2 separate regions of the Zea mays genome follow, and region 1 is linked to region 2. The links are chromatin contacts, called in public Hi-C maps. All regions are on one chromosome and are shown on one strand. Each heading gives the region's core, a stretch centred on a gene start, on an enhancer-like site or on the middle of the called end of the contact. The rest is flanking DNA. Distances are from core to core; before and after follow the strand shown. Region 1 has its middle 20 kb from the start of LOC103642390. Region 2 holds the start of LOC100277875.

Evidence for each region. Hi-C and Micro-C count contacts between places; a contact is called where the count stands out from the background.
Region 1: a contact with region 2 is called in a Hi-C map of leaf, with 5 times the contacts expected there. The contact joins the enhancer-like site here to the promoter of LOC100277875 in region 2. A contact is called at or near these places in 4 of 25 Hi-C or Micro-C datasets (bundle sheath, endosperm and leaf).

Annotation. Positions count from the first base shown.
Region 1 is chr10:40,509,166-40,512,802 of Zm-B73-REFERENCE-NAM-5.0, forward strand. No RefSeq gene overlaps it. Among protein-coding and RNA genes, the nearest start is that of LOC103642390, 20 kb to the left of the region's middle. Within about 2 kb of position 2,321, at least 17 of the 20 cell types and tissues checked have an H3K27ac peak or open chromatin away from gene starts, as enhancers often do. A contact at or near this core is called in bundle sheath and leaf, where this site is marked.
Region 2 is chr10:40,358,032-40,361,725 of Zm-B73-REFERENCE-NAM-5.0, forward strand. It overlaps LOC100277875, which reads left to right and starts at 1,442. Exons shown (of 1, transcript NM_001364264.1): 1 at 1,442-1,675. The coding sequence starts at 1,489. The coding sequence ends at 1,626.

The sequences.
Region 1 (3,637 bases), core at 1,071-3,570, 150 kb after region 2:
CCGAAGGTGGGAGCCCATGTGAAGTGTAAGGCTTACCAAAGAGAATGGTTAAAGCTGAGCATTGCTTTTAAAGTTGGTTAAAATTTTATTAGCAGTTACTAGGTATAAGTAGATATGAACCACATTAAATAAGAGATCAAGAATAATAACAACACCCACAATGTAATGCAAATGAAAAATTGAGTTTAATTCCATAAGTTAATCATATGAGGGTCCGAGCCGCTCATTACCGTGAGCACGACTGATATACCAGTTTTACACTCTGCAGAGGTTGCGCATATTTACCCACAAGTCGTGTTACCCATTTGCCACGGAGTTGATCAGACCCCATACACCTCTACCAAGGAAGCGAGGCAGGGTACTACTATGAGGCCTTTACAAAGTTCCACTAGCTTCAGAAAACCCGCTACAGTTTCTAGGAAGGGCAATATAGAAATCCCTCGTCGGAAAAGTCATCGCAGCATGATCGACCCGAGAACATCCCTATACGCAACTCCCCTACTGCCCTTGCCCCTTTCGGGTAAGGTAGTCCTCCACTAGCTTTTCTAATTAGTCAGCCAAGGGCGTCCCATACCACCCTTGTGGTAGCACTGTTTTTCTGGGTGGTCGCTCCATGTTCCAATTAACAATATGATCTTATCATGAACAATAATTAAACAACAACATAATTGGAACATGATGAAACATAATGAAAACATTAGTTTCCCAAAACTAGGTAGAGCAATAACAAATCCACCCAATAATTCATATGTATGCAAGGTGGGGGAAAAACAATGCTAGGGAACCTATTAGGTCCCATCAAATTAACCTGAGCATGTCGCAATGATTAACAACGAACATTATTAGGTAAAAAGGTTTGATCAAGGGCATAACTTGCTTGAGACTCGAGATTCCCAGGTACCAACTTTCTCTTCAAGTGACTCGTAACTTCGCTGCTAGCATAGCAATACAAACAAACATGGTATGGCAAAATTAACATCATACCAAACATAAGCACAAGCTGCATAATAATGTTCTACGCGTTGCAACGAGATCCTAGGTTCGAGAACCACTACATTCGGAGTTATGGTTATAAAGTTATGATTTTCGGAAGATTTAAGTGCTAGATATAAATCAAATTTAGTGGTTAATTTTAACCATATGTTTCATAACAAAATAAGTTACTAGATGATAAACAATATTAATATGAATTTAGTGGAACTAGAATGGATCAATTTGGAGTCAAATCAAAGAAGTTATGAATTTATGAAGTTTTAAAGTTTTTTTTAATATATAAAAAATCTTTTTCTGGTTTAATTTATTCAATTTGAGGCCCTATTTGGACCGTAAGCACAAATTCCAGAGAGTACAGGGTCCAAAGTATGAAACCTAGCGCTTGGATGTAATGATATTCTCACGAAGGTAGACTGCGGGTTTATTTATAAAGAACACAGGGACTCTTTTAGAAAATTCCCATAGCGAAGGGGTACGAGTGAAGATCGACCGTGCGATCAGAGGTGTATGGTGCGGATTAAATTCGTCCACAACCGAATTGGTATGCAACATGGAGCCTTGGATTCGGATCCAACGGCCCACAATCGATCCGAGGGTTGGAGCACGACATCCGATCCCACCCGTCTGTCCCGAGATCGACGGTTACGAACACATCAACCGAATCGTTATCTTATGAATCCATCACGACCGTCAATATCTAGATCTATTGTCCATGGCGTTCTTCCACACCCCGATTTACTAGAGTGACGGCGCACACAGCTCACACGGCGGCGCTCTCGCCGGAGCTGGGTGAACGGCCCAATCCCACCCCCGCTACCTCGACTAACAGGTTCTGCGCACGACGGGAATGATGCTAGACCAGAGGGGAGGTCTTTTTCCTTGGTTTGCGGTGGCGACAATCCGCACCACGGCACGAACGCTGGTAGGAGCTCCGTTGAGAAATTCCCGGTGCCACCGAGGCTAATTCTGGCCGTGATGTTCCGGAGACCCTTCCCCAGACTTGGCGGTGTACCCAGGTGAGCAGTCGGGTCCCGAGTGGTGACGCCAGAGAGGGGTTCCACAGCGGCGATTGAACTTCACACCCGATTCCTCTATTCACGGCGACCTCACGGCGATTGGTGCGAGAGAAGACAGGAGGGGCGCAGGTGCTCCGGGTTCTTATCCCCGGGTCGAGAGGACACCGAAATCCCAACTCCCCGAACCACGCGGCATGGAGTTCGCAACGGCAACGCTGCCATGCACGGGGAGTCCATTGGAGGGGGAGAGAGCTGACAAGGACCCACTGACCAGCCACTCAGCCAGAGACACACACTCGCAGAGAACGGCTGACAGTGGCCCTCACGCGTCGGTGTCACATTCGTGCACGGTGAGAGGTGGACTGGCCGGGCCCACACGCCAGCGCCACGTTCAAAGAATTGGGCCGCGCGACTGATGTGGTGGAGTCGGCCAAGACAGGGAAATCAGCCCACGCGCGCATGTTTCACTTTTCTTTTTTTCTATTTTTATTTCTTATTTGAATTTCAGATTTGAATTTGATCTCAAATTTTGTTTGTAAGCTCCTTTCACAAATTGAGTGCAAAAGTAAAAGTGCCAGCATGAGGAACTATAATTATTCATTTATATTTTTCTTTATAATATATATTCTTTTCCTTCTATATTTTAATTTCTTTCAACTTTTCAAATTCCTAATACAAATTCAAACCCGTTTCAACTTTCTGTTTTAAACTTCAGATTTCCAATCCTAATGTGAATATAAATCCTACAAATTTTTAATATTATCATTTTTGCTCCCTCCATTTTCCAATTCTAGAAGTAACAAATTACTATTGTTATTTCCCTCCATTTTCCAATTCTTGGAACAGGGTTTGTAGACCTTTCCCTTCTTTTGCTTGAGGATTTTCCGAAAGCTCTTGATGATAAGAGTCATCTCCTCATTATCGAGCTTGGAGGTGTCGATTGGGAGTCTACTTGGTGTAGACTCTTCCTTCTTTTCTTCCGTTGCCTTGAATGCAACGGGTTGTACCTCGGGTGTGGAGGTGGCACCTTGCTCCAAGTTGACAATGTGTTTGGAGTCTTTGATCATAAGTTTAAAGCTCACAAACTTACCAATTACCTATGTTTATATCTAGGATCCCCACAAATTAATTGAACTTGAGTGGAATTACGAAATAAAAGAGATCTTAGAATAACCTTAACCATTTCATGGTCATCCCACTTGGTGCTCCCGAGGTTGCGGACTTGGTTGACCATCGTCTTGAGCCGGTTGTACATTGCTTGTGGCTCCTCTCCTTTGTCGAGGACGAATCGACCGAGTTCTCCCTTAATCGTTTTGCGCTTGGTGATCTTGGTCACCTCGTCCTCTTCATGCGCCGTCTTGAGGACGTCCCAAATTTCTTTGGCACTTTTCAACCTTTGTACCTTGTTATACTCCTCTCGACGCAAGGAAGCAATGAGTATAGAGGTGGCTTGTAAATTAAAGTGCCTAATTTGGGTGGCCTCATCGAAGTCGTAGTCCTCGTCGCCCACCTGTGGTGCCTGCTCTCCAAACTCAATAATATCCCATATGATTTTGTGGAGTGAGGTTAGATGGTTCCTCATTTTATCACCCCACATACAATAATCTTCACCATCAAAATATGGCGGT
Region 2 (3,694 bases), core at 192-2,691:
TTTTATAATCAAGGTTGTTGGTATTTAGTGTTGAATTCTATAGGATCACCTATTCACCCACCCCCTCTAGGTGCTCTCAGATCAAACTAGAGAAAGACAGTTCTTTGGGCCTGAAATTATACAAGAGGCAGAAGAACAAGTACGAATGATAAGGGAGAATTTGAGAACTGCACAATCAAGCAGAAGAGCTATGCTGATACCCGGAGAAGACTGTTAGAGTTTAAGGAGGGTGATCACGAGTATCTGAAGGTGTCACCGATCCGGGGTATGCGAAGGTTTAAAGTTAAAGGGAAGTTGTCCCCTCGCTTCATTGGACCTTTCTTGATCTTAAAGCGAGTGGGAGAAGTTGCATATCGACTAGAATTACACGATCATCTCGTGGACCTGCATGATGTCTTCCATGTATCCCAATTGAAGAAGTGCCTCAGGGTACCCGAAGAGCAGCTACCAATTGAGGATCTTAGTGTTCAGGGTGATTTGACTTATACGGAAATCCTATCAAGATTCTTGACACTTGGACTCGAGTTACAAGAAATAAGGTGATAAAGATGTGCAAAGTGCAATGGAGTCATCATGGAGAAGATGAAGCTACTTGGGAGAGAGAAGAAGAGCTCAGAATAGAATTTCCGCATCTTTTACCTAGTCCTTCCTAAATCTTGAGGACGAGATTCTTGTTAAGGGGGGTAGGATTTGTAATACCCAATTTGTAATGAAATGTAAAAGAAGAAATTATTTCCTTTTTCTATATTGGGTGTCATCTCTATTCACCATCACATGTGAACACCACATTTAAAAACAAATAATTAATAAAAGGCATGCCACTAAATTATGCATCATGCTGGGGTTTTATTTTGTGTGCATTTTGTGACAATATAAAAAATAATGTAAAAAGAAATATGTTAATATCTAAATTAGAATTTAAATTCTAAAGGAAATTCTAAGATTTGAGGGAAGAGAATAAAACTACTACACAAAATAGAGAAATAAATTCATGAACACAAGAAGCCCTTCCCATAGTAGTATAAATTTGTACATTTAAAATGAGTATAAGTTCACAATTGGAATTGAATTCAAATTTGAATTCTAGAAATTAAAAGGAAAAGAAAACAGTAAAAAAGAAAAGAAAAAGAAAAAGAAAAGAGTAACTAGGCCCTAACCTCAAATCGGCCCATAACTCTACACCACCACGCGGCCCATCTGCCGTGTCCTCGCGCACGCCGCTCACCATAACAAGCGGGACCGTCGCGACAGCCTCTCCACGTGCGCCTGCACTGGGTAACCGGCGCTGACAGTGGGCCCCTTCGGTCAGTTCCACTAAACTTGTCATGACCGCGGCGTGGCCCAACTTCATCGCCGAAGAACTCGGTGCTCGCCAACAACCTCACCCCGGCCGTAACTCCCTCGACCCGGTATAAAGCCCTGGGCGTATCCGCTCTTGTTTAACCGCGCACACGCGAGAGCCATCGAGCCTAGCCACTGGATTGCGGCATGCGGAGAGGGTTAGAATCGGGTGTCGCTATCACTGCCGACGGAATCACTTCTCCATTGCCGCTCAGCACCGGTGACCCGATCCCGGGCGTTCGAGTGTGGGTGCGGGGCATTCTGGGGGAAAATCTAGGTGTGTGAGTCCTTAGGGCGATAGAAATTTCTCACCATCGTTGAACACCACCATGAAGCCGCACCGTCGCGTGGACCGAAGAACCTACACCCCAACCCGAGGTATGCTTGGTACCATTTAGTTCACCGTGTTCTAGTCGTTATACTGCGCGGATAGACATTGGGATTGGCGGCCTACGGTGCAGAACTGGGTGTACGCCGGCGAAGTCGTCGCCTCGGCCGCGTTGGCGTAGTGCGCCGGTCGCAGGAGGAAGACGAAGATCCACCACCGTTGGATCTGGTACATGCGGTCGTGATTAGATTCAAACGTACCATTTCGGATGGGTAATCGTTCGTCGTCCGATTTTGATGGGACGGTATCGGATCAGAGTAGGCACTTTAGATCTGGGCCGTAGGATTAATCGAACGGTTCGGAGTATAGGTAACCTTTATAAAATCTGGAGCCTTAATCTTGGATCCGACGGTGGCATGAGAGAGTTAGGCTTTATCTGGGTCAATTTAATCATGGCCGTCTGTGCCTGATCTAACGGCTCCAATCACCAGATACCCCTTCGGCCTGTTCATTTCGCAAAAGAGTCCCTGGATTTGCTAATAATCAACCCGCAGTCCACACAGTGGCGCTCTGAGCCTTAGGAAATCTTGCACCGGGCCCCTTGCGCTTCTCCATTTTTGGTGCGCAGTCCAGATAGTTATTATAACAGAGAAATTGAATTAGAAATGGAATTTTAGTGTAAAAATAAATGCTAGAACTTGTTTAATTCATAGAAAATGCATACTTAGTCCAAATTAGTCCATTCCAGTTCCGATAATTTTGTAATATTATTGTTTATCAAATTGTGTCACTGTTTGGACATGAAAGCCACATTGAAATTGATATCCCAATTAATCTTGTAGAAATCACATAGAACCTTTGGAAATCCATAACATAAAATCTATAATTCCAAAATTAATGATTCATGTTCCTAGGATCTTATATTAATGTGTAGATTATTATTATGTATTTTGTTTACATGTTTGATGTGATGTTAATTTTCTTTATATACTATGCTTGTTTGTATTGTGGCGAGTAGAAGAGCCAGTGGCTGAGGATCCCAATGTTCAGCAGATAGAAGTTGCTGAGCAGGAGCTCATTGAAGGCAAGTTGTGCCCTTGATCACTTCCTTTTTACCCAGTCATGTTCTTATTAATCATAATGGTCTGCATAGGTTAATTTCGATGGGACCCAATAGGTTACCCTAGTTTTGCTATCTTTATACCTTGTATTACCACTGAATTTTTGGGTAGTACATGATATTGCTTTATGTGGTTTTAGGTATAGAGATATACATCACTCACGATTACACTTTTTATTATCAGTTTATTATTACTACTAGGTGAGTGCCCGTGCATTGCAACGGAACCGTATAATAACACGATAACTTATGTACATATGTGTGTTATATTGTTATGGAAAATGTTTCGGAATCCATTTGTGCCCGTGCGATGCCACGAAAGTTAAAATTTAGTATAAAATATAGATATAGAATGACAAACATCACTACGATACGAATATACGAAAGTTAAAATTTAATATGAAATATTAGAGCAGAAGGATTACATAAAAACAAAACACATATTATCATTGACCCCAATCTCTCACAAATTCTTTGTCAACAATCAATATAGAACTAAACTTGTACAAATCAAATTATACTACAATACGAATATAACCAAAATAAAGTCTAAAAAGTGATGACTAACGTTCAGCCATGCAGACTACCATCCCAGGACAATGACTATCAACGCTCCTCTCCATAAATAGCAGCTCCACCTGCACCAAGACGTCGTCGTCGCCAAACCAGCCATTAGATCATCTCACGGTTACAATAGTAGCGCTTTCATATTTATGGGTCCAAGGGATGCAATTCATGGCTTAAACGTTATCCAAAACTGTCGTTCCAAATTTCAATTCAAGCCCTAACCTAACTGCAACCCAATCGTACACATATGAAGAGCTATTCCATATTTTGGTTTTGTTGTATATTATTCTTTGAAAAGAAGCACACAGTATTAATAGAAAATTACTTTACTATACATT